Regions from separate parts of the Sus scrofa genome. Here regions 2, 3 and 4 are each linked to region 1. A link is a contact called in public HiChIP or PLAC-seq data. All regions are on one chromosome and are shown on one strand. Each heading gives the region's core, a stretch centred on a gene start, on an enhancer-like site or on the middle of the called end of the contact. The rest is flanking DNA. Distances are from core to core; before and after follow the strand shown.

What was found. HiChIP or PLAC-seq counts read pairs in DNA pulled down with a chosen protein or histone mark.
Region 2: a contact with region 1 is called in an H3K27ac HiChIP or PLAC-seq map of skeletal muscle, with 6 times the contacts expected there. The contact joins two enhancer-like sites. A contact is called at or near these places in 2 of 2 datasets of contacts at active chromatin or transcription factors (alveolar macrophages and skeletal muscle).
Region 3: a contact with region 1 is called in an H3K27ac HiChIP or PLAC-seq map of skeletal muscle, with 8 times the contacts expected there. The contact joins two enhancer-like sites. A contact is called at or near these places in 2 of 47 Hi-C or Micro-C datasets (embryonic fibroblasts and heart right ventricle) and 2 of 2 datasets of contacts at active chromatin or transcription factors (alveolar macrophages and skeletal muscle).
Region 4: an H3K27ac HiChIP or PLAC-seq map of skeletal muscle shows a contact between it and region 1, with 8 times the contacts expected there. The contact joins two enhancer-like sites. A contact is called at or near these places in 4 of 47 Hi-C or Micro-C datasets (embryonic fibroblasts, fetal skeletal muscle, heart right ventricle and 1 more) and 2 of 2 datasets of contacts at active chromatin or transcription factors (alveolar macrophages and skeletal muscle).

What each region holds. Positions count from the first base shown.
Region 1 is chr13:116,556,017-116,561,578 of Sscrofa11.1, forward strand. No RefSeq gene overlaps it. Among named protein-coding and RNA genes, the nearest start is that of KCNMB2, 190 kb to the right of the region's middle. Within about 2 kb of position 2,490, at least 17 of the 83 cell types and tissues checked have an H3K27ac peak or open chromatin away from gene starts, as enhancers often do. A contact at or near this core is called in fetal skeletal muscle and skeletal muscle, where this site is marked.
Region 2 is chr13:115,604,094-115,609,655 of Sscrofa11.1, forward strand. All of the region lies in intron 1 of LOC106505748 (a long non-coding RNA gene), which reads left to right. Among named protein-coding and RNA genes, the nearest start is that of TBL1XR1, 120 kb to the left of the region's middle. Within about 2 kb of position 2,043, at least 33 of the 83 cell types and tissues checked have an H3K27ac peak or open chromatin away from gene starts, as enhancers often do. A contact at or near this core is called in skeletal muscle, where this site is marked.
Region 3 is chr13:115,710,295-115,715,856 of Sscrofa11.1, forward strand. The region is part of intron 1 of LOC106505748 (a long non-coding RNA gene); the gene reads left to right. Among named protein-coding and RNA genes, the nearest start is that of TBL1XR1, 220 kb to the left of the region's middle. Within about 2 kb of position 2,602, at least 6 of the 83 cell types and tissues checked have an H3K27ac peak or open chromatin away from gene starts, as enhancers often do. A contact at or near this core is called in skeletal muscle, where this site is marked.
Region 4 is chr13:115,734,283-115,739,844 of Sscrofa11.1, forward strand. All of the region lies in intron 1 of LOC106505748 (a long non-coding RNA gene), which reads left to right. Among named protein-coding and RNA genes, the nearest start is that of TBL1XR1, 250 kb to the left of the region's middle. Within about 2 kb of position 2,034, at least 20 of the 83 cell types and tissues checked have an H3K27ac peak or open chromatin away from gene starts, as enhancers often do. A contact at or near this core is called in fetal skeletal muscle and skeletal muscle, where this site is marked.

The sequences.
Region 1 (5,562 bases), core at 1,240-3,739:
GACAAGGAATAAAGAACTGCACAGTTTTGACAATCTGAGTTAATGACCCAGATTCCTTTTATTACTAGACACACAGAGCTTCATCACTCAGTGAGTGCTTTAGAAAGAGAAACCTGAGGAGATTTTATGCCAAAACAGGTCAGCTGGCCAATGTTTCAGCTTCAAACTTTCCCCAGTATCCTTAACCAGATCTGAGTGTATTTAATAACACTGGTTATTATTTGGTGCCTCCAAAGCTCATTAAAACACTAAATCATTGATCATCTCTCAACTCCCTGCATGATGGAGAAGAATTATCATTCTGCCTTTACAGATGGAATATTTGAAATGTAAAATAGCATATTCAAGGCCAGACAGGAACTCAGCACCATGATTAAATAAAAACTCTGAGTTCCCAACTTCCAAGCCTTGGCAAAAGAATTTGTCACATTGCCTTTTTAGAGAGGAAGCAAGGAAACCGCGGGGGGTGAGGGGGGTGGTGGTGAGAAGAGAGAACTGTGAATTTTAAAGCAATGTGGAAATCCATTTCATTTAGGCTGAAGTTAACAGGTAATCAGCTCAACTCCTCCTCCTCCTGCCCATGAGTACGTGACGATCAGACCAGCAGTTTAGGTGACTTGAAAGACCAACAGAGGCTGAATAGGGATATAAGGGGCAAGTGAAAAATTAAAGGACAGAGAGGACTTATATGCTCTCATCTGTGCCTCTGGCGAACTTAGAAGTATTAGTGCTCATAAGGCATTTACCTACTTTGGGTTATTCTGTACACTAAGAAAGAGTTTCATGACCCATGGCAGAATCTTAGAACCGATTTAAAGTTATTCATCCAAGATATCTTCTTTGCTCCAGGCTCATGGATTCGCATTCCTGGTAGCACGCTTACAACATTCTAGCTATTTAAAGACTAACAATGAAAAACTAGGTGGGTCCCACAAATCAACACTAGACAAGTGTCTGCATCTTGCATGCCTCACAGCATCAAAAAGTTCTTTGCACAAATGCATCACTGAGGCATCCAAGTTCTTATAGCATGGACACCTGTCTCCCCAGGAAATAATTTATGTTCCCATAGACACACTCTGGCTTTAACAGCTGATAACAAAAGTTGAGGGATAAGGAGAGCTTTGGCCATATATGAAATGTTCTCTTCTGGTGTTCCTCATCTGGGCACTATGTGACCTTCAGTGGCCTCTGATTCCGTGAAATGAAGTGGAATCACTACCCCCTGATGGGTAGAGTGAAGAGATCTGAGAGGAATTCACAGTGGCTGTCTGTTCAGGGGATCTGCAATATCAAGAAACCAGGAAGCAGACTGTCCTCAGAATATCTCTCATCTGCCTGCCCCCTGCTCCCTTTACAGTCACTAAAGGGAGAAATGTTGCTTCCAGGTGGCCAGAGGTGGGATGTTCACATGACTATCTGACCCTTGCTGGCAGATAAGGCAGGGATGACAAGGCAGTACCTTCCATGTCTAAGAGTGGCATAGTTTGCATAGCATTTTCAGACACATTCCTCCTTACAACCTTGTGAGAGGAGGAGGACAGGGATTATTATCACTATCTGTTAGAGGAAGGAACTAAGGCCCATTAGAATTCTGTGACTTTCCCAGAGTAGTAAAGGTAGTTAGTGGTTGAGCCAGGCTGAAACTTTGGAACTTTCAACAATTCCATCTTGTTTCTGTGCCCAGGCATTTTTGTGCAATTGGCTATTCATCCTGTTCTTGTCTCCAAAGCAAAGCAACCTGTGTTCAACCAAATAAGAGAAAGAGCTCTAAGTGACTTTTCTAGATCCTTTCCAATGCCAGATATCCATCCCCCACACTGGTAGCTATGGCCCTCTGAAAACTAACACAAGAATTCAGGAACTGTGTTTTTACATCTTTTCCAGATCATTTTGGAAGGAGCAATAATTTATATGACCTTTAGGTGGGGACCAAGACAACATACTTCATTAGGAATTATGAATTAACATAACACTCAATATTTATGTATTTATTCAAGTACTCTGTACCAGGAGTGAGGAGCTCACCATCTAATAGGAAAAACAGGTACTAAACGAACAAGAGCAGAATGACTTAACTCTAACAATAATATTTAATAAATAACAATGCCCAGGGTACTGGGCAATATGTGATGAACTTATCAATAAACAAACCTCAAGTTGTAAGAAAAATCACAGAAGAAAATATAGTCCCTTTTGTATACAATGATTTTCACTATTTGTGGAGATGACAGAAAAAAAAAACAAAAAAAAAAAAAAACAAAAAAAAACGCCTCAGGAGTGGCTATAAGCTATAAAAAAAAAAAAAATCTCAAAAAAGACCCTGTGGTCTCCATGCCACCTGCCCCTTAAGGAAGAAAGGGTTTCTCCAGAAACTTCTGTTACTCTGGGCAGGTGACTGACTTATAGCTCAGGTGTGCATTTGCCTGCTTGAATCTGCCACTGTTCCAAACAGTGCTCTATATATAGAGATGACTTCACCCTCTGCTGGAATGCAGCAGCTGTTCAGCAGCGCACACTGATATGCTACAAAGACTTAGGCCATATCTAATTGAGCACTTCAATACTGCAGAGATAGGCGCCTGGAAATATTTAGATAAAATGCCTTTAGCCAGATGGAAGCTGGCCAGGACACCAGGATAAAATCTTCATCTCATAGAGCTGCCAGTACATCTTGGCGGGGGGCTCCATGGAGGGACGTGGCGTCAGGAGAGAGGCTGCTCTGTCCCATCCACCCTTCCTGCTGTAAACATGACATAAAAAATAACAGGGAATAGGAGAAATTGGCGTTTTGCTGCTTCCTCCTTCTCCCCACGGAAGACCAAATAGAGCCTACCCTCTGTGAAAATAATCTGAATGGTGATGGTGCCTACATGTCAGAAAGGCTCCCGGTTCTCAGATTTCCCCACAAGACTGCCCCCCACTGCCAGCAACTCCCACATTTCCAGCCCTGGAAATTAATCAGTGAATACAGTAAAGCAGGGCATTGCCATCCCACTGTTTCTACATAAACTGGCTGTTCAAACTACTTTTATAAACTTACTTTTAAAGCTTAACAATATCAGAAAACATTTCAAAAAGTGATAAAGACTACAATTCCTTTTTAAAATGTGAAATAAAACCCTGCAAAGTAGACAGAGAAAATTATCATGGACCATTCCTCTACTCTAAACCAAAACAAAGTGACTGGATCACTGTGTTGTACAGCAGAAATTATTACGACCTTGTAAATTAACTATACTTTAATAAAACTTAAAAAAAAAAACAAAGTTGTAAAGTTTCCCAGTAACTTGTTTTCCTCCATCCCATAAATCATTCAATAAGTCATTTTCAAAGAAACAGGAGAATGCTACAAGATGAAACATATGAACAGAGGTAAATATGATCTAACGTGTAAATGCTGAGGGACACCCAAAAGAGCAAAACCCAGTGAAGGTTAAGAAAAACAAGGGTTTAATTATATTTAAAAAGCCTATTGTTATTGACACTAAAGGGGGGGGGCTTTTATTCTCTCCATCAGAGATCACCATTTGAGGCAGGACAAAAATAACTAAGATGTGGGTTTTCAATTATTTCAGATATTTCATGTCTACATATCCTCATGTACTATCTTTCAATTCTCACCAAAATATTGTGTGATAGATATTATCAGCTCCACTTTAAAGTCAAGGAAAGAAACTCAGAAAGGTTAAACGGCTTTTTCAAAATCCTAGCATTTATTACAGAATCCAGGTCTGATTCCAGACCACTTGATTCCAACACCCACTTGTCCACAGCCTATTTTTGTACAGCTTAGGAGACAGGGCATCTTTTTTTCACTTCCTTATATGGTAGAAAAAAATAAGAGGAATAATATTTTGTGACAAGAAAATGATATGAAATTCAAATTTTGGTATTCATAAAGTTTTATTGGAACACAGCCACTCTAATTTTTTTAATATATTTTCAATGATAGTTTTTGCAGAGTTGAGTTGTGATATAGACTGAACAATGCATGAAACAAACAAAATAACCATCTTCTTGGCTCAACCAAATATGTCTCAAAAACTGCAATATAATTAGTTTTTACTTTTGAAGAAGGAAGAGTAGATGAGACCTAGAGTACTTAGAATATCATAACGATGACAAAAATGGATTCCATACTCAAACCACAGCCATATATTATTGTAGGAGGTAAGTTTCCCAAGAAGGCCCAATGCTAAAATAAGAGAGTCCTACTGTATTAAAGTAAGTAGATTGGCATGATTCACCATAGCAATATCTTATTACATTATATCACCCAAATATTCAGAGGCTTAATTTGCCCAAGCAAAAATTGGAATATATGGTCCACGTTTGAATAAACACATGTAAACACTAAGGTAGATCAGAACTCTAAAAATTTTAAGAACTGTATTCACTTATTGTTACATATTTTCATTTTGTGAACATTTACGAGGTATGAATTTTTAATGTATGATCGAGGTATCATTTTAGGCATCAGATTATGAGAAGTCTGCTGTGCCAAGCTAAGGGGCCTGATTTTACCTAATGGTGATGGAGAACCACTGAAGACTTTCACATATGGGACTTGGGGATCCTAGTAGGTAAGTGTTCAGTGAATGAAGAGCAGTCTACAAAGGCCAGAGGAGTACAGGAGAACAAGGTGAATAAAGTGTCACCAAAGAAAAATAATTAGAAAGTTCAAGAGGTAGGATATAATGTACAGCATGAAATACAGGAGAAAAGTCCATAAGGCAAGAATTGAAAACCATCAATTGGAATGGTCACTTAGAAGGTCATTGGTGGAGTTCCCGTCGTGGCACAGTGGAAACGAATTTGACTAGGAACCATGAGGTTGTGGGTTCAATCCCTGGCTTGGCTCAGTGGGTTAAGGATCCAGCGTTGCCGTGAGCTGTGGTGTAGGTCACAGACGTGGCTCACTCAGATCTGGCGTTGCTGTGGATGTGGTATAGTCTGGCAGCAACAGCTCCGATTAGACCCCTAGCCTGGGGAGTTCCATATGCCACGGGAAGCGGCCCTAAAAAGAAAAAAAAAAAAAAAAGCCATTGGTGAGGTATTAAGGCCAGTTTCAGAGGAATGATGAGGCCAAACATTCAACTGCAATAGATTAAAAGGGGAACTAGAAGAGATTACAGATAATTTTTACCAGAGCTTTTGAGGGACCAGAAGAGACAGAGCTGACACTTGCTGACATTTGCTTAATGAAGATGCAAAGACATCTTTTTTCCTTTCTTTTATTTTTCTTTTCTTAGATAAGAACTGCTCAAATTTATAGGCTAAGGAGAATGAGCCATGAAAAAAAGTTTTTGAAAAAAGGTTAAAATATTAATTGAAGAAGCTGAATATTTAATGGGGCAAGTCTTAGTAGAAGGGGGAGAAGATAGGGCCATAATCCCTGAGAGAATTTGAAGTTGAACAAAAAGTGGGGTATCCTTTCTTCTGATACTAGGAAGGAAATGATTTTGATGGCAGGTATAAATTAGCCTATAGGACCTTATGAGAGAGGGACTCAGTCCATCATAGCTATACAACCTTGGTTTTCTAAAAGAAGAGGGAGGA
Region 2 (5,562 bases), core at 793-3,292, 950 kb before region 1:
AATTTGTCTTTTGTGTTTCAGTACAAGGCAAAGAGCCTAGTAGAAGTTCAGGGTTAGATTAATAGGACTTTCACGTTTGTCAAATGGGAAGTTGACTAAGTTAACTAAGTGACTGGATTTGAGGACCTGAGGCAGCCTGAGTGGAAAGTATCCTCAGAAAACCTAAGTGTGAGTCCCATCTCACCATTGCCACTCATATCTGGTTCAAAGGGACAAACTATTTCATGCCCTAAGGCTTAGAGCTCTTATCTCTAAAACAGCATTTCGAGTAATAGCCTTTTTTGCTGCACAGAGCTGTTTTGAGGCTCCATGAGAGAAAATATATAGGAAATGCTGTGTAAACTCTTAATCTATCTATAAGTATGAGGAATTATTATCACTGCACACAAATCCACTTATTGTTTCTGATTGGCTGTACACATAATTCAAATTCTCCAGGAAATAGCTCAGTCTTTATTTCTAGCTGTGTGGTATGCAGCTTCTAAACAGTTCTACTCAGACCTCGCCTCTTAACCTTTAGTCTTGAGGGTCTACAGAGACCTTTGGCTCTCAGTTAACTGTTACATCCCAAGCCAGCTGCAGGGCAGAAATTCCTGGTTTGATTTGTGTTTTAACCAGCTCAGCCGTTTTGTGGCTTGGCCACTGAAGTGCTCTCACAAAGACACAGACCAGAGTGGACTCAAACATGAACTCTGGTGAGAGATGAGTTCTGAGAGGAATCTAATTCAACAAAGGAGATATGTAAACAGGACTCAGGAAGCTGTGGCCACAGTCTTCTCTTAGGAGGCTTTAACTTTCTCAGTTTTGAAATACCGTGTTTGTTTCGCTGTGTGGTGAATGTCAGTATATTAACATTGTACTTTGAGATTTCTCAGCTGGCAGTGTGATAAAATTTAAAATATTATTCTCATTTAGTATCGTTTTAGAATTTTCATGGCATTAATGAAACTAATGAGAAACAACTTATGCTATTGGGAAGGGAGAGTGAGTGTTTTCAGCTGAGTTTTGGCATGGTTCAGTCTTTAAATGCATGACAATGGATTTATTATTGAAGAAATAAAGAGATTGGGCAGAATCAGCAGTTGATCATTGGAAGACAGTCATTTACTTTTTTTTTTTTTTACAGATAATAAGTAGTTTCTTGTGTATCTTTCTAATATTTTTATGCACATTATAAGAAAATACAAATAAATCTTCATATTTTTCCCCTGGACTTCTCAAAAGGTAGACCATCCAGTCTTTTATGTCAGAAAGCTTATAGCCCATGTTTAAATAATAATAAAAAGACACAACTATTAAGAGGGTAGATATTTTAGGTCTAGACTTTTACTGGTTGTAATGTTTGAATGTGAGAGTCCTCGTGGTTACAGATAGAAGCCTTGCTATAGTAGTCGCTAGTTAGTTTTTCCTTGGTTCCCAGAGGCTGCTGAATAATACACATTTGCTTGACCTGCAGTGAAAATAGAATAAGAGAAAGAAGAAAATGTGAAGTGGAACAGTGTGGTTGGGAAATTTCCACACCTTTATCCTTGGGGAAAAAAAAAAAAAGAAAAAACCTCTCTTATAAGTAAGGCTAAAGAGAATATTAAATGCATACAGTATGAGTCAAAGAAAATCATATTAACATTTATTCATCAAAGTGGATCGTTGGTCTCATCTGCATATGTGAAATTTATGGGTGACAGCCTGAACTCTCTGTCAGGGCATAGTCATATCAAACCGCAAGTGTCTGAATCCTTATTGCTTAAGTGCCTAGTTTCTAGGGTGTTTTGTTTCTGTTTTTCTTTTTAATTCTTCTTGTTTTGGCCCTTGAGAATCCAAAGAATGATTTCTTAACAAAAAATAAGACTAGCCAATAAATGAAAAATTAGGAAATTCCTCCATGATTTGGACAAGATTTGAAATTTTTTTTGTCTTCTCTAAGAAGATTTAATTTAGGAGTATGAACCAAGAAAAATTACAACATCATGCTCTGACCAGCTTGCTTCAGATAATGGCTTGTGTGACCAATGGATGTCTTGGGGGAAGGGAAATTCACAGAGAGCAATGAGGAACTTCTCTGTCATCTCAGGGTTTCACAATAAACACAGGAAACATTTGTAGCTGGCCCTCCGTTAGCCCAAAAGATTAGCTAATCCCTTATTTCACCATAAAATGCATTTTCAGCACAAGGTTCCTGAACTGCCAGCAAAGACTCATCGTGGCAGGCTCACAGTCCTCCTGGATGACAGTTGAAAGATGCTTTACCCTGTTCATGCAGACCCGGGCAGTTAGGAACCTGCCCAGGGGATATGTCTGGTGGACCAGAGTCTCTCCATAGCCCACCAATCAAGCTAGCTGATTCCCATGTCAAGCATGCCCTGGGAATTCTGCAACAGTGTTCTTAGAGTAATATCAGATTCCTGAAGCCCAGAGATGGATTAACTGTCCAGGTGCTCCAGCCAAATTCCGATTCAAATTAATACATCCTGTCCATACAACCTTTCACCTCTGTAGAGTGGAACTGTGACCTCCTGTTGCTCAGAGAGGAAAGAAAAGAAGCTGTATTTTACCATAGTGGTTTCAGAATACCTTTACACCTAGCCTGCAGCCTGCTTCACTATTTGTGGGTTGTCCACTGGCTTTTTTTTTTTCTCTAGACATAGTCATTTATTTCAAAAATGCTTGGTGTAATTTTTGAAATTATTTTAATTTGTATAAAGAATTCATCACAGATTTATTTTGGTAGAAGAGGCTTCAGAGATTATCTAATCCAACGGTCCAATGGCCTTTTATTTTCACAGATGAAGACATGGGAAGCCCAGAGAGGTTAAGTGCCATGCTCAAGGTCACTCAGCTAGTTAGCCCTAGTAAATTTCCAGTGTGAGCACAAGGTGAATTCCTAAACTGTTCCCATGGGTTCCATGTTTCCACAGCTCCTCATTAAGCAAAGCCCTGAATGAGAGAGCAGTTTTGTCACACATGCTATACACACCCAGCACTTTTTGCCTCTAAGACATTGTACGATACCTCTAAGAATGCCACAGGCCTGAGATCAGCTGGGAAGGTCAGCTGCCCACAGAGCTTCCTGTGCACTGAGTGACATGACAGCTGGAGAGTATCTATCATATTTGTCTTCCAGAACCACCCCCCCCCACAACTAAGCTGGAATTTAGCATAGGCTCCAAATCGCAAATAGGACCAAATTCACTTTCTTTACTCATCTCGCACCACAAGGCTCTCTATATAAGATAGAAAAATATAAAATAAGCACTAGCAACAATTACAGTAAAGGGAAAATTATTTTGATAGTAACATAATAAAGACAGGTCAAATTTGTACACAGAAGCAAATATTAAAAATCTCCGTTTAGTGTCTGGAGAATGGTGTTAACTTTGGCGCTGAGTTGCTAAGTGGCCTTAGCAAAGTGGGACAGATGATCTGTTATAAGGTTCAGAATATTCATAAGACTAAAAAAAATCAATTCAAGGGAAGCATAGCTTTTACTCATAAAGAGAAGTTCTTAATACCATCCTCTCAGATATAACAGTGAATTTCATACAGCTGTGTCTCATTATATTCCTCAGTGCAAGCCAAAGGCACAACAACTCACAAATTAGAAAACATGTTTCCAGGATATTGAACGTGGGAGCAAAACAATGGATCTAAGTACACGCTGAGCTGTTTAGAAATCAGTAGATGATACGTCCTTAAGGAAATCTTCTGTAGTACTATTCCTTAAAATTGTTTTTTTGAATAATTATTGGGCAGCAAAGAGAGAAGAAATTAGTGAGTCCAGTGAAGATATTGGTTCCTGAGGCAAAGACCACTCAAGGTCCCTGTATGGTCAGGCCATTCAAGATGTCTTACTCCCTGTACATCCCCTGCTTGAGCAGGCCCTGCTTCACTCACATGAATCCTCTTAATTGTAGGGCTTAATCAGTAACTGCTTGCATACTTGCCCCCTACCACCTGCCCCAGCCTCTGCTTTCCCTGGTAACCAATAAGCCAACCTGACGTCCATTGCCCCTCTAATTGGTAGCCTCCTTCTCTCCCAAGTAGTGAAGACTGCTGCCATGTCCTGCCTGCTGTAGGCTGTGCACCATGAATTGATGTCCCAGGACTCTTTGCTTCAGACATATAAGATTCCTTGTCCAATAAACCATTAAGTCTCTGTCACTGTATCAGGGTTGTTTCTTTGGTCTCAAAGCTGGGCAACTACAAGGCTTGCAGGCCTGTGCCATGCAGCCCAGTAGTCCCCAGTGTCCATGTTCCCTGCTTCTCTTTGTACCTCAGCTAGAGTACATTTCCCAGTCACATTTATCGTAGGTATGAACATGTGACTGAACTTGCCTGGTCCACTCTTGCTCCATTCTCCCTCTGTTTTCCCATATACCCTTTAAACCCAGAGGACTCCAAGGATCTTGAGGCAGAGCTACAGGATGGAAGGAGCCTGGGCCCCTGATTGACTGCGAAGAGCAGGGTCTATAGTGGACTCTGATATGGGCAATAAATAAACTTTTAATGTATTTATTAAGTTTGGGGGTTTCTTTATCTCAGCAGCTAGTATTATATTAAATAATATAATCTTCAAACCTTTCAAAGGTATTGAGGAAGATGCCTTCAGTAGCTCCATGATCCAGTCGCTCCTCGTTACATTAAAAAAACAACTGCCCAAAAGACTTTTTTCAAGGCCATGTCATTTCATTTCCATTAGGCTTTAGGAAACTGACTAGCTATGGGAATCAGACTGCCTGAGCTTGAACCTTAACTTTTCCATCTATGTGCCTTGGGCAAGTTACCTGACTTCCCTAAGCCTCAGAGGCCCCACCTATAACATGGGGATAGTAATCAGACCTGCTCTCAGAGTGGTTGGACCGAGAAAATGCTCAGCTGGGATTTGGCATCTAGCACACACCTGATTACTCTTAGCTAGTAATGTTGCTGTTCTTTGGAAATGTGTACTCATTTGTTGGTTTACATGAGGAAGGCCCAGGGCAGGACAAGCCCAGTCTGTGCACAGCTGGCTTGGTTTCTAGCAGAAAAGTATACAGGCTCTCCTCCTCCCCACCCCACCTTCTTCCCTGTCCCCTGCTTTGTTAAGCCCATGCAACCTTCAGACATTGAAGCAGGCTGTCACAATCTGAGACCTGTTCAATACATCTGAAATCTCCCAGAAACTTTCATGTGATCCTTCAGGAAAAAGAGTATGAAATAACAGTAATAATAATCCCTGATAATGAGTACAGACTTTTGAGCATATATATATATAATTCGAAAAGTCTGTGATTCTGTCAGAGAATGTTTTGATGTTGAAAATGTCTTACAGTATTCCTTGATAAGGCATGGAAAGATAATTTCTGGATCTTCTAGAAAGATCATTTTACAAAAATAGGCATTTTTGTATTGAAACAGGAAATAACTCAATTTCTGCACTAGGTAAATCTTTCTTGAGGTTTTTAGTATCTTTTTCTTCCTTGCCCCTGACTGGAAACATAAACATACCTAGAGTCTTGGCTAATAATAACATCAAGATGTGTACAGACCTGGCCTTCCTCAACAGCCTGCTGAGTTATTTGTGTT
Region 3 (5,562 bases), core at 1,352-3,851, 850 kb before region 1:
AATGGAATCCCAGTTTATGAATAGGCTATTTCTTTACCAATCCCCTATGAATAGATAATTTAGTATTTTTTAATCTCTAGCAATTTTGCACAATGTTATAATCAAAATCTTCATGGCTAAATCTCTGTCAGCACTTCGCAATTCTTGTCTGAGGGTAAATTGCCCAAAACAGGAGTGGTGGCTCAAAAGGTACATATATTTCTTAGGTGTTGATTGTATTACTGAATATATTGCTGAATTCATGCAGTTTTAATTGTCTTGTGTCCTTTATTTTTGGAGACAATGAATTACAGTTGGACTCAGGCATCCTCTGAGCATGAATACTGCCTTATAATAAGGCATGTCTGGGCGTACTTGTACACATGCATACTTATATGTGAGCAGTCTTGATATTATGCCATTCTGTGATTACTTGGGCAGAAATGCTATGTACATTTATATGAATATCTTCTTTTTCCCAGAGATTACTATAGAAAAAAAGTCACTATACATTTTCAAATTTTCAGAGAATTTCCAACTGATTCTCTAAGATCCTTCTAGCCCTAATAGCTTGAGTTTATTTTTACACATTTATTGTGCAAATACTCTGTGCTCAGTGATGAGGCCTTTGGCATGAAGAAGCACTGTGTTTGGGTAAAAGAGAACTGCACAACAATGGCAGACATACAGTGTCAGTGGTGAGTTGTGTAGCCTAGACAGAAGAGCTGTAGGCACTAAGAGAAGTCAGGATGTTCCCTGGAGTAGGGAGACATGGAATGGAGGGAGATCTTGGAAGATGCTGGGTTAGCCAGAACTCTGCCAGCACCTGAGAGAGAAGAACCACCTCAAGTGAGGTTAGCAAATAGTTGCATTTACTGACTCCTATAATCAGCCCCTAGGAAGAACAGGAATTCTTTCTCTCTCTCTCTCTCTCTTTTTTTTTTTTTTCCTTTTGTTTTCTTCCCTCTGTGGGTTGCCTTCATTCTCAAAATTCTCTAAGTGAGTGACTGGATTTAGGATGCTAGCTGTTTATGCTTACATCTTTAAAGTCTTAAATGTAGAGGGAAAAAAACCTGTTTCTCCGCTCTAGTTTGAAAAATCTTAAGCAGCAGTCTGACTGGCCTGGCTGGATGGGCCTGCACATGGAGCAGTATTGGCCCAAGGGGAGAAATCATGATTGGCCAGCTTGTGTCAAATGTCTGTCCACACCTGAGGTCAGGGAGGTGGAGCTGTTACTTTAAGAGGGAAAAAGGTCATTTGTTTGTGGAATCTAAAAAAGCTGAATTCATAGAAGCAGAGTAGAATGGAGGTTACCAGAGGCTGGGGTTAGGGAGATGGGAAGAAATGGACTACAAATTCTGGTTATAAGAAGAATATATTCTAGGGATCCAATGTGTAGCATGGTGACAATAGTTAACACTATTATACTGTGTACTTGATAGTTGCTAGAAGAGTAGATTTTAAATGTTATCATAACAATAATCAAAGTGGTAGTTATGAGAGTGAAGCATATGTTAACTTTTTTGTGTAAATGTTTCACAGTACATACGCGTAGCAAATCATATTGTAGACCTTAAACTTATACAATATTGTGTCAATTATATTTCGGTAAAGCTAAGAGGAATGGAAAAAACAATAGTGGGTAAACTAAAACAGGATGAGCATTTAAGATGGGTTGGATTTATTGGATAAAATATTTAGTAGAGTATGTCAGTAGCAGGTGATCAAACTATATGAATTAAACGAATAAACAATTGAATGAAAGAGCACACATGGGAGTAGAAGAGAAAGTTTCTCTTTGATTACCAGAATTTTATATTAATTATTCATTTAATCTTCATAAAATCTTTCAGATGTTTGTTTATATTTACAGATAAGGAAAGTGAAGAGGTTAAATCAGAGCCCTTCATTAATAGCTAATATTCCAACATAGTTAATGTGATTCTTCTAAAGCCATGATCCATGTACCCTGTCTTAGACAGAGGTTGGTTAAAAATCAAAGGAAAACAAAACAAGCAAACAGCAACAAGTTAATGTACAAGCAAAAAATAGTTTCATAGTAACAGTTCTTTCTTGGGTTTCTAGAATGCCATGAAGAAGAATACTTATACCTTTCTGTGATCTCATCCTGCGCTGGTGTTGAGCCTTGTTCATTTCTGAGCTCCTGACCTAGTTTGCAGTCCTCTAGTCTTTTTCTTCCCTGCCCCCGTCCTGACTCTGCATTCCAAAGCTTAAAATAACTCGTGTTGAAGAGTAAGACTCCTTGGACTTAAGGAAAGATAAGCTAGAATCTGTTTTAACGGGTGAGCTGGGGAAAGGCTGTGAAAATTTCTGCATTTCTAATTTAGCTACAACACACTTTTTAGTGGAACTGTGATTTTGACTCAGATCTCTCTCCAAGATCTATCTGTGTGTGTGTGTGTTTTCTTTTCTCCTCCTCCGTTCTATCTGGGGAAAGTAGTGGAATAACATGGTCAAAGATTGATTATCCCAGGTGCTATTTTCTTGATCTCTGTTGTATTAAAGTTTATAATTTCCAGCACTTAATAAAATACCAAATAATATATAGCAATCTACATTTCTCATTGTTTTCTCTTTGACTTAGGTCAACACAGCCTACACTGTTCCCTCAGCCTGGTACCCTTTTCCTTCTTGTCATCTGGTAAATGCCTGCTCATCCCCAATAACCTGGCTGGTGCGTTATCTTCTCTGCGATGCCTTCTCTTAGGATTCACAAAATTTTGTGCCTATATCATCAGTGTTGTCTTAGCACAGTGTGTTATAAATATTGTTTACTCATTTGGCAACACCAGGACACTGTGCTTCTTCAAGGTGTGGATCATACCTTGTTCACCTGTGCATCCCCTCCAGTGTCCAGCATGGCGTCTGCCACTTTACAGGTACTCAGACATTTTTTAAATAAATAAAAAAAATACTCAGTTATTCCTATAGAAGTGGAGGGCTGTGCACCAGATGGGATGTTCAGTAACACTAACATCGATTGATCCGAGAGCAAGAGAAAGATGCTGTATGTCCTTGAGCAGGGGATGACATGATAAAATTCATGTTTTAGAAGAATAGATGTGGCAGCAAGATCCATTATTTGAAACTTTCAGGCCTTGGAATAATTGCCAGTGTTTTGATGTTCTTCTGTAGCTTTGGGGATACAAATGGAACTAATGGGAAAGAAACTCTTCTGGGAACTTCTCAGAAGTAACTGGTACTGATTCAGCAAAACAAGCCTTCAGAAAGGATCCCAGCATGTTACCTTGTTCCCCAAGGCTCCAAGAATGTGAAAAAAAAAAAAAAAAAAAAAGACTTTTTTTTTCCCTGAGTTAAGTGCCAGGAATTCTTAACTAACACATCCTCTCCTTTTGTTTCCTTGTGCTTTGTCTCCCTTCCACTTATGTGTTTATTTGCATACACTCCACCACTGAAGGTACTGTTGACAGTGGGGTCTGATCTACATTGTAATTACAACACTACTAATTTTTCTTAAAAGTAAATTGGTGCTTTTACAGTTGGCTTGCATATGTCACAGTAGTTGCAGCCACCTAAGAAAGACTTTTTAGAGTCTCCAGACTTGGATTGCTGTTGCCTGGATCATGGCACATCAGTCTTGCCAGCCTGTCTTGGCATGCTCCATAGTTCTGTGCCACATCACAACCGTGAAGGCAGAGTTTATAGATGATGAAACAGAGAAAACAGGGTGAGTAATGCTAAATGATTGATTAAAGTCATACAGATCTAGGATAAGCCCTAGATAATAAAAACATACTTCAAGATAAACTGGAAAAAGGGAGACCAGTTAAAAAATGGTGAGGTTGGAATTATCAGGAAAGAGTCTGCATGTCTACTTCCCAGTATGTGCTGAATGACCCCAACCACTAAAATCATTTTAGAAACTTCTAGAACTTGAGTTTTTCTTTGACATGCAGAAAGGCAACAGAATAAACTTTTTTGGGTGGCACGAATATTAGTTTGTTCAATATTAATAGCCTTAATTTATACAATTTTGGGTTGGACTCTTCTGGTGGTTTTTAGCTAGGCGTTGTTATTTGCAAATGTGTAGTTTCCTTCAGATTAAAACATTAATTTAGCATGACATAATATGATATTATTTTGTCCCAATTTAAATATCATTTATCAGAGCATTTATTTATAAAGACGAAAACATTCAATTTGGGTAATTCAGCTTTTACTGTGTGTCCTTATGTGTTACATGTGTGCTAGGGGATAAAGATACATCAAAGACCCAGGTCCTGTCCTCAAGCAGCTCATGGTTCAGAGGTGGATCAGAAATTTCAGTGATCATAGCAGTTACATGGTTATGCACAGGGAGCTAGAGAAGTGCGGAGGAGGTGGAAATTGCCCACCTTGGACCTGAGTGATAACTGTCTTGAAGAATGTATAAGAGTTATTTGGGTAAAGGAAGGCAGAAAGGATATAGCACAGCAAGAATAGGGAGATAGATGTAAACAGAAGCTATTTTAACATGAATCATCAACCAAATTAACAGCAGAGGTATTTTATCTATTTTGGAGAAGTTTTCATTCACTTCTAATCATATATTTTATATGTTCATGAAAACCATCTTTTCCCATTTCTTTGATCTTCTGGTTGCCTCTGCTGTCGCCCTTTCATTTCTTCTATTCATATTAGACATGCATCATCAGTTTTCATCAATAGGGAAGATAGTATTATGACCAGGAAGAAAAATAAAGACAACATTGATTAAAATTTCATGCTGAAAAAGACTGAAGGAGGCAGTTTGTTTCAAACTCGTGTAAACCTAATGCATGGAAATGATATACCACAACCTCCAAATTGAAAAGTCAACTGGAAAATGCTTACATTTAGGTTTTGTCCCTGGCATTTTGTTATTTGTATTTTGTGGCTTTCCCACTTCCCAAAGGTCATATTCCATAATAAGTTGACCATGGCTATTTTCATTCTAGCAGCTAATTTTAGGGAGGCTCATGGATTTTTAGATTCAGATAGATGTGAATTTTAATTAGTTCTAACTCACTGCTGTTTTAACTCTGAACTTAAAACTTCTCTGAACTTCAGTTTTCCTATTTATTGAGTGGAAGTGAAATACCTATCTATTTTGGGATTAAATGAAATCATATTTAGTAATGTTAGGTACAGCACCTAGAATGTAGTAGGTGCTGAATGAATTTATTATTTACCACCCTCATCCCTCCACAGTATCGAATTATTTAGGGATAAAATACATGACCCCCAGAGTGTCCAGCTTCATAGTGTGAAGTACAAAGTAGTCACCAGGGTGAAAAGCTCAATCGCTCTGTTGGTCACTAAGAGCAGAAAGTCTAGAAGTCCAGTCTGCCCTCTTTGATGATCCACCTCCTTCCTGGTTATCTATCCAGACATTTTTTGGGTTTGTTAGTATCTCAGGGATTATCTAGTCCAGCTTTGCCGTGTTGAGATATGCTCGTCTGGTGGTTGTACATGTGGGTTAAAGCTAGAATGGTTACATTGAATGTGAAGTGGGGAGGTGGGGAGGTTCTCAGCTGATCAGCTAGCAGTGGCTGTTTGGGGGCCATTGCCCTTGTAGCAACT
Region 4 (5,562 bases), core at 784-3,283, 820 kb before region 1:
TGATGAGCAATTGTAAGAGATCATCAACCCTACATTGAATTGAATTTAGAGTAAACTGCAAATAACATTCAGCTTGAGTTATTCGCATGTGAATTGTTTATGGTTCTTTTTCCACAATGGGTTTTGAGTCATTCTCAATGAATTCTTTTTTATTTAATTTTTTAAAGTCTGCAAAGGCCCCTCCTGGTAATGTTACATCTGTTTACTTCACTGGGAGGATCTAAATAATAAAATTTGGGTACACAGTATGGGCTAACCAGGCCAACAGCTCCTCTCATAGAAAGCAGCTAACTGAAGCTGACCCCCACCTGGATGTACTGTGATTTGTGATTTACAAATGCAAAGGACAAGCAGAAAGGCAAGAGATGAGAGGCTGGGATATAAAATCAGAGGAGGAAGTGCAGAAGAGATGAGCGTGTAAAGGGTAGCATGAATGTCACAGGTCGGGGGAGTCTGTAACATGGGCAGATCTGAGCAGAAGGGACTTGTGTAAGTTGTGTGTGTTTTTGATTTTTGTGAAGAAAGAGGAAGAAATGTTTGGGTGAGGGAGGAAGGATGGTTATGGTCATGGACAGAAGCATGTCTGTTCTACCCTAGCTCCAAAGACTGATGGTACAGTCCCCCTGGGGAAAGAAATTACTAGCAAATGCAGAATACACTGTTTTCCTATGTAACCCAAGTGGAACGGTAGAGGGGGCATTCCACCCAGTGACAGACTTGAATATTCTTCCTCTAAGACATCTCGAAGGATTGTTGCTACTGTCTCATTAGAAGCACCTATAACCAAAGTAGTGATGAAGCACTGCCCTCAGGTGATTTCTAGAGCTCATCTGTAGGGGTGGTGGTGATGGTGATGGTGGTGTCTGTATTGGAAGAGGAAGCTGTGGGCATCTATGATGACACATTTGTAAGAGCTCATGCAACACCACTTAAAAACATCTAATTAGATCAAAGTTCCTAGGATGCTGCATAAAAATATGGAGTCAAGTGTAAGTGATACTGTGTGTATTTCTATTAATATGCCCTTTCTGTACCAGGTTCTAGAAGCATACTGTTATCTCCATTTCAGTAGTTAAGAAACTGAGGCTTAGCAGTTAAGTAATGTGTTTACTGTATTAAAACAAGAAGTGTTAATGCCAGGATTTAAACCCATGTTTATATGCCTCCAAAGCATATTTGTGTTTCCACTATGCTGTACAAGCTCATTACGCTCCTCTGACAGTACAATCTCAGAGGCAGCTGAAATAAGAACCTTAAAAAGTCAGGTCATGTGCCAGATGTTACACATTTGAACTTGGGAAATAATGGCCAAATCAACTAGAAGAGTTAATAGATCCTGAAAAACAGCAGTTCTAGGTAGAGATCAACATCATCTCTGGTTATGGGAGGAGGAATTCTTTGTTTAAGCAAAACTTAAATATGAATAAGTTTACTGATGGTTGTTCTTATGATCAAGTGTGAGGCATTACGTGTGTTAGGGTGGGCACTCGTTCACCAGTGGTTGTTATCTTGCCAGGTTGTTTAACTTGCCTAAAATCCATTTTCTCTCTATAAGATGAAGAATATGAAAGCATCTGTTTTGTAGGATTATTGTGAGAATCACCACAAATACATACTGTGGCAGATTGTATTTTCCAAAGATGGCCACACCAATATACATATCCCAATCCCACATGCATTTCTTAAATTGTGACTGATATCCTCCCACTGAAATTTGAGGTCTACATTCTCTGTTTGAATCTGGGCAGACTCGACTTCTCTAATCAATGGATGTGGCAGAAGCGATGCTATGTGACTTCTAAGACTAGGTCATAAAAAGATACAGCTTCTATTTGTTCCTTCTCCTAAGACACTTGCCCTTAGAACTCAGCTTCCACGCTGTGAGGAAGCACAGGTTAACTTACGTGGAGAGGGTAATGTAGAGAACAGACACAGCTCCCAGTAGACAGCCAACACCAAACACTGGATATGAGTGAAGAAGCTTTGAGACAGTTCCAGCTCCTAGTCTTCCATGGGAGGCTCTAGATGTCGGAGCAGAGACCAGCTGTCCCTACTGTGCCTCATCCAAATTCCTGACCAACAGTATCAGTGAGCATGACTCATTACCATTCCCTGCCACTGAATTTGGGGGTAATTTGTTATGCATCCATAGCAACTGGAACAAATTTTGATAGCATATAAATAATACAAAAGAAAAATAAGATAGCCAGGGAATTTATATAACTCATTTCCTGTTCATTAATTAATATGCATTGCTAGACCAAGTGGACTCAGTCAAGAGTCAGTTCTGGAATCTAACAATTTAGTAACCGGATTGTTAGGAAAATACAACCAAACCATAGAGGCACAATGATACTTTATATCAACAGATTAAACATGGTTCCTAGTCCCTTTTAGCTTTTGACAGAGGAAACAAACTTCTGTTCACTGACCTCTAACAAATGTTTTAGCTGAGTGCTCACTGATTTATGTTTAACTAAAGTTCTCTTCAGGAATGAGGAAATTCTAACAGGTAGCTCAGGGGTGGCTAACCTTAGCTCTTGTAATAATAATAAAACTTTATAGATGGTCTAATGTTAGATTTTTATATCCTTAATCTCGTGGGGTTTATAAATGCATTTGTATAGGCTTAGCATAGAGGCATATAGTAGTCATAGAATATAATGTGTGTGTTTGCTTCTGCTTGCAGCTGTCCAGATATATGAGTGTATGCATACCAAAGATAAATATGTGTAACAGGATGAAACAAAGAAACCAGTGACCACTTTTGGCTTCCATTCCTTGTATTAAGACATACAGTTCTGGGATAGAACCCCAAGAGGATTTGCCCAGATGTTATATGGATACATGGCAACCATCTCACTCTTGGAGAAATAAATACCATAAAAGGGTTGGGCAGGCATGGAAAGACATTATATAACTGCCAAGAATGTTAAAGGTCTAAGATTTTACTCTACTCGCAGGCTAACCATTTAGCCTGCATGGTTTCAAGGGTGCCAGTAGAGTTGAAACTGAGTCATAGGCAAAGGAGAGTGTGTTACTTACAGCAACGGCAGTAGCCAAAGAATCAGCATTTTTTGGGCCAGTTCCCAAGCCTCCTGGCCACTTCCCAGTTCTCATGGGGTGTCTTGAAGAGGGCAGACGATAGATGCAAATGTAGTCAGTTTGCTACAGGAGAAGAACAGTATTTGTTAGGGAACCTGAATCTTGTATAATATGCAGTCAGCATGCTTGATGTTTGCTTTTGAGAGAGAGACATTTTCTTTATTATACTGGACAGTAAGAATGTCTACCCTTTGCTTCACAAGGAAATGCTATCTCTATCTTCCAAGGCAGTAAGCAAACTTGATCTTTGTATTTTAAGGCTGCATATAAATATCCTTGAAAAGGTAGTTCAGAACAAAAGGCAGTCAGTATCTCTGCAAACTGATGTGCAGAAATATTAAGATTCAAGGAAAATTATACCCCAATAATAACCCCCAGTCTTCAAAGATCCAAAGAAATTACAAAACAACTCATGGTTTGACCAGGGATCAAAGGTCAATGACATCTGTATGCATTAGGCCAGATAGAAATAAATGTATATCATAATTTGGATTTGCATATTTTCCCTTTGGGACTATACTCTAAGGTGGTCCCCATCACTGGGATAGCAAAGACGACCTTAAAAAAATTCAGTTTCTCTCCAGTTCAAGTCTATCTTTTTATATTGGTTTAGGGACCAGATGGGTATGGAGACTCTGAGCCTCATAATTCACAATGACACTGTGAAATAAACAGAGTAGGTATTTATTCCTTCCAGCTGATGGAAGAGGAAATTACTCCATGGCTGGTAGAGAACACCGAGTGACAGGTTGGTAGTGGCAAATGCAGAAAGATAGTAAGAAAAGATGAGTTTCTGAGACTAGCCTAAAAGGATAAAGGGGCCCTGCTGGGGCCCAGCTGCTGTGGGTTAGAGAGGGTGTTAATCACACACTGCTTTCAAATCCATCTCCACCCTTTCATTGATCTGCTGTACTAATTGGCAGCACCCTTTGTGGAAAAACAAGCAAACAAACAAACAAACAAGCTTGACGTACTGCTTATTGGCTTAGGGAGATGCCAAGAAATATTTGTCTGTTTTGTTTTTTGTATTTTGGTCTGAGCTCTCACTGGGAAACAAAATAAAGCCTTTTGATAAATTAATATCCAAATTATACCATCTCTGTGGTCCAAAATCACATGTAAAAATTTCATATAAATTGATCTCTAGATAGTGAGTTACCAGGGACTTCTGGAGAAGCAAAGGTAAAGCCACTCTGAAGGATCACTTTCACAGCCCAGGTTGCAAAGAATTCCTAAAGATTTTAATTCAAGATGAGCTCATGGTACAAAATTATAAAATAGGCAAGTTAAGAATTCACCATAAGCAGTAACTTGAGATCATAGAGTATTGTGATAGAGACAATAATACAATTTTGCTTCACATAATTAGATAGAATAAATAGAACCTATAAAGAAAGAATAAGATAAAATGAAAAATGTATAGGGAAACTTGAATAAACAACCAAATAGTTGACTTCTGCTGCTGGACAAGATAGAATAGCCTTTTTCTTAGTGATCATTGCAATACTCTGGACAAAGCTCAAAAAAACAAGTAGCTAAGAATCCTGAGAACTTCATAAAAGTAGACAGATTGGGGGAGGGGTCAAAGTTTGAAGAAGTAAATATCTGACTTCTTCCTCTTAAGGTCTTGATCTTGCATTGAGATGGGGCCCCAGTTACGGAGCCATAGCTCCTTCTTAAATGCTAAGGTAAACTACATCTTTCTGGCCAGCAGTTCAGAAAGAGGGGCACCAGAGGGTGTATGGGGATGTCATAGGAGAGAGCTGGAGAAAGAGACCTTTAATTATGTGTTTGAACCAGAACAAATCCCAGGCTTGTCCTGGACCTGTGCAAACTTGGGGAAGACCCAAAGCAGCATGACAAAGGCTTTGCAAACTGAACTGACAGTGGAGCCATTGCCCACGAGTGAGGCAGACTTGCCTTCTACACCTAACTGGGTTGATTGTCTGTGAAAATAAATTTTAGGGCTTTAGCAGGACCTAACATCTTACAATGTAACTTAAGATTTGCAACACACAATTAAAAATTGTACAATATACCAAGAAGAAATAAAGCGGACCCAGGAAAATGTGACCAATTCTCAAAAGAAAAATACAATAACTCAAAACCCCAAGACGACCCAGAGTTTAGAGATCAAAGATTCTAAACCAGCTATTAATATGCTCTATATCAAGATAGAAACACTCAGTGAATGTAAAGATGGAAGTTCTGTGCAAAGAAATAGGAAAATATAAAAAAAGAGAACCAAGTAGAAATTTTAGAGCTGAAATATAATATCAGAAATTTTAGAAAAATTCCATGGATGGGCTCAGTAGCAGAATGCAGATGAACAGAGTCAGTGAACTTAAAAATAGGTCATTAGTAATTATGTAATCTTAATAGAGCAAAATTTATATATATATATATATAAAATGAATAGAGTCTTAGGAACCTTGGAAACAATAACAGTATGTCTAA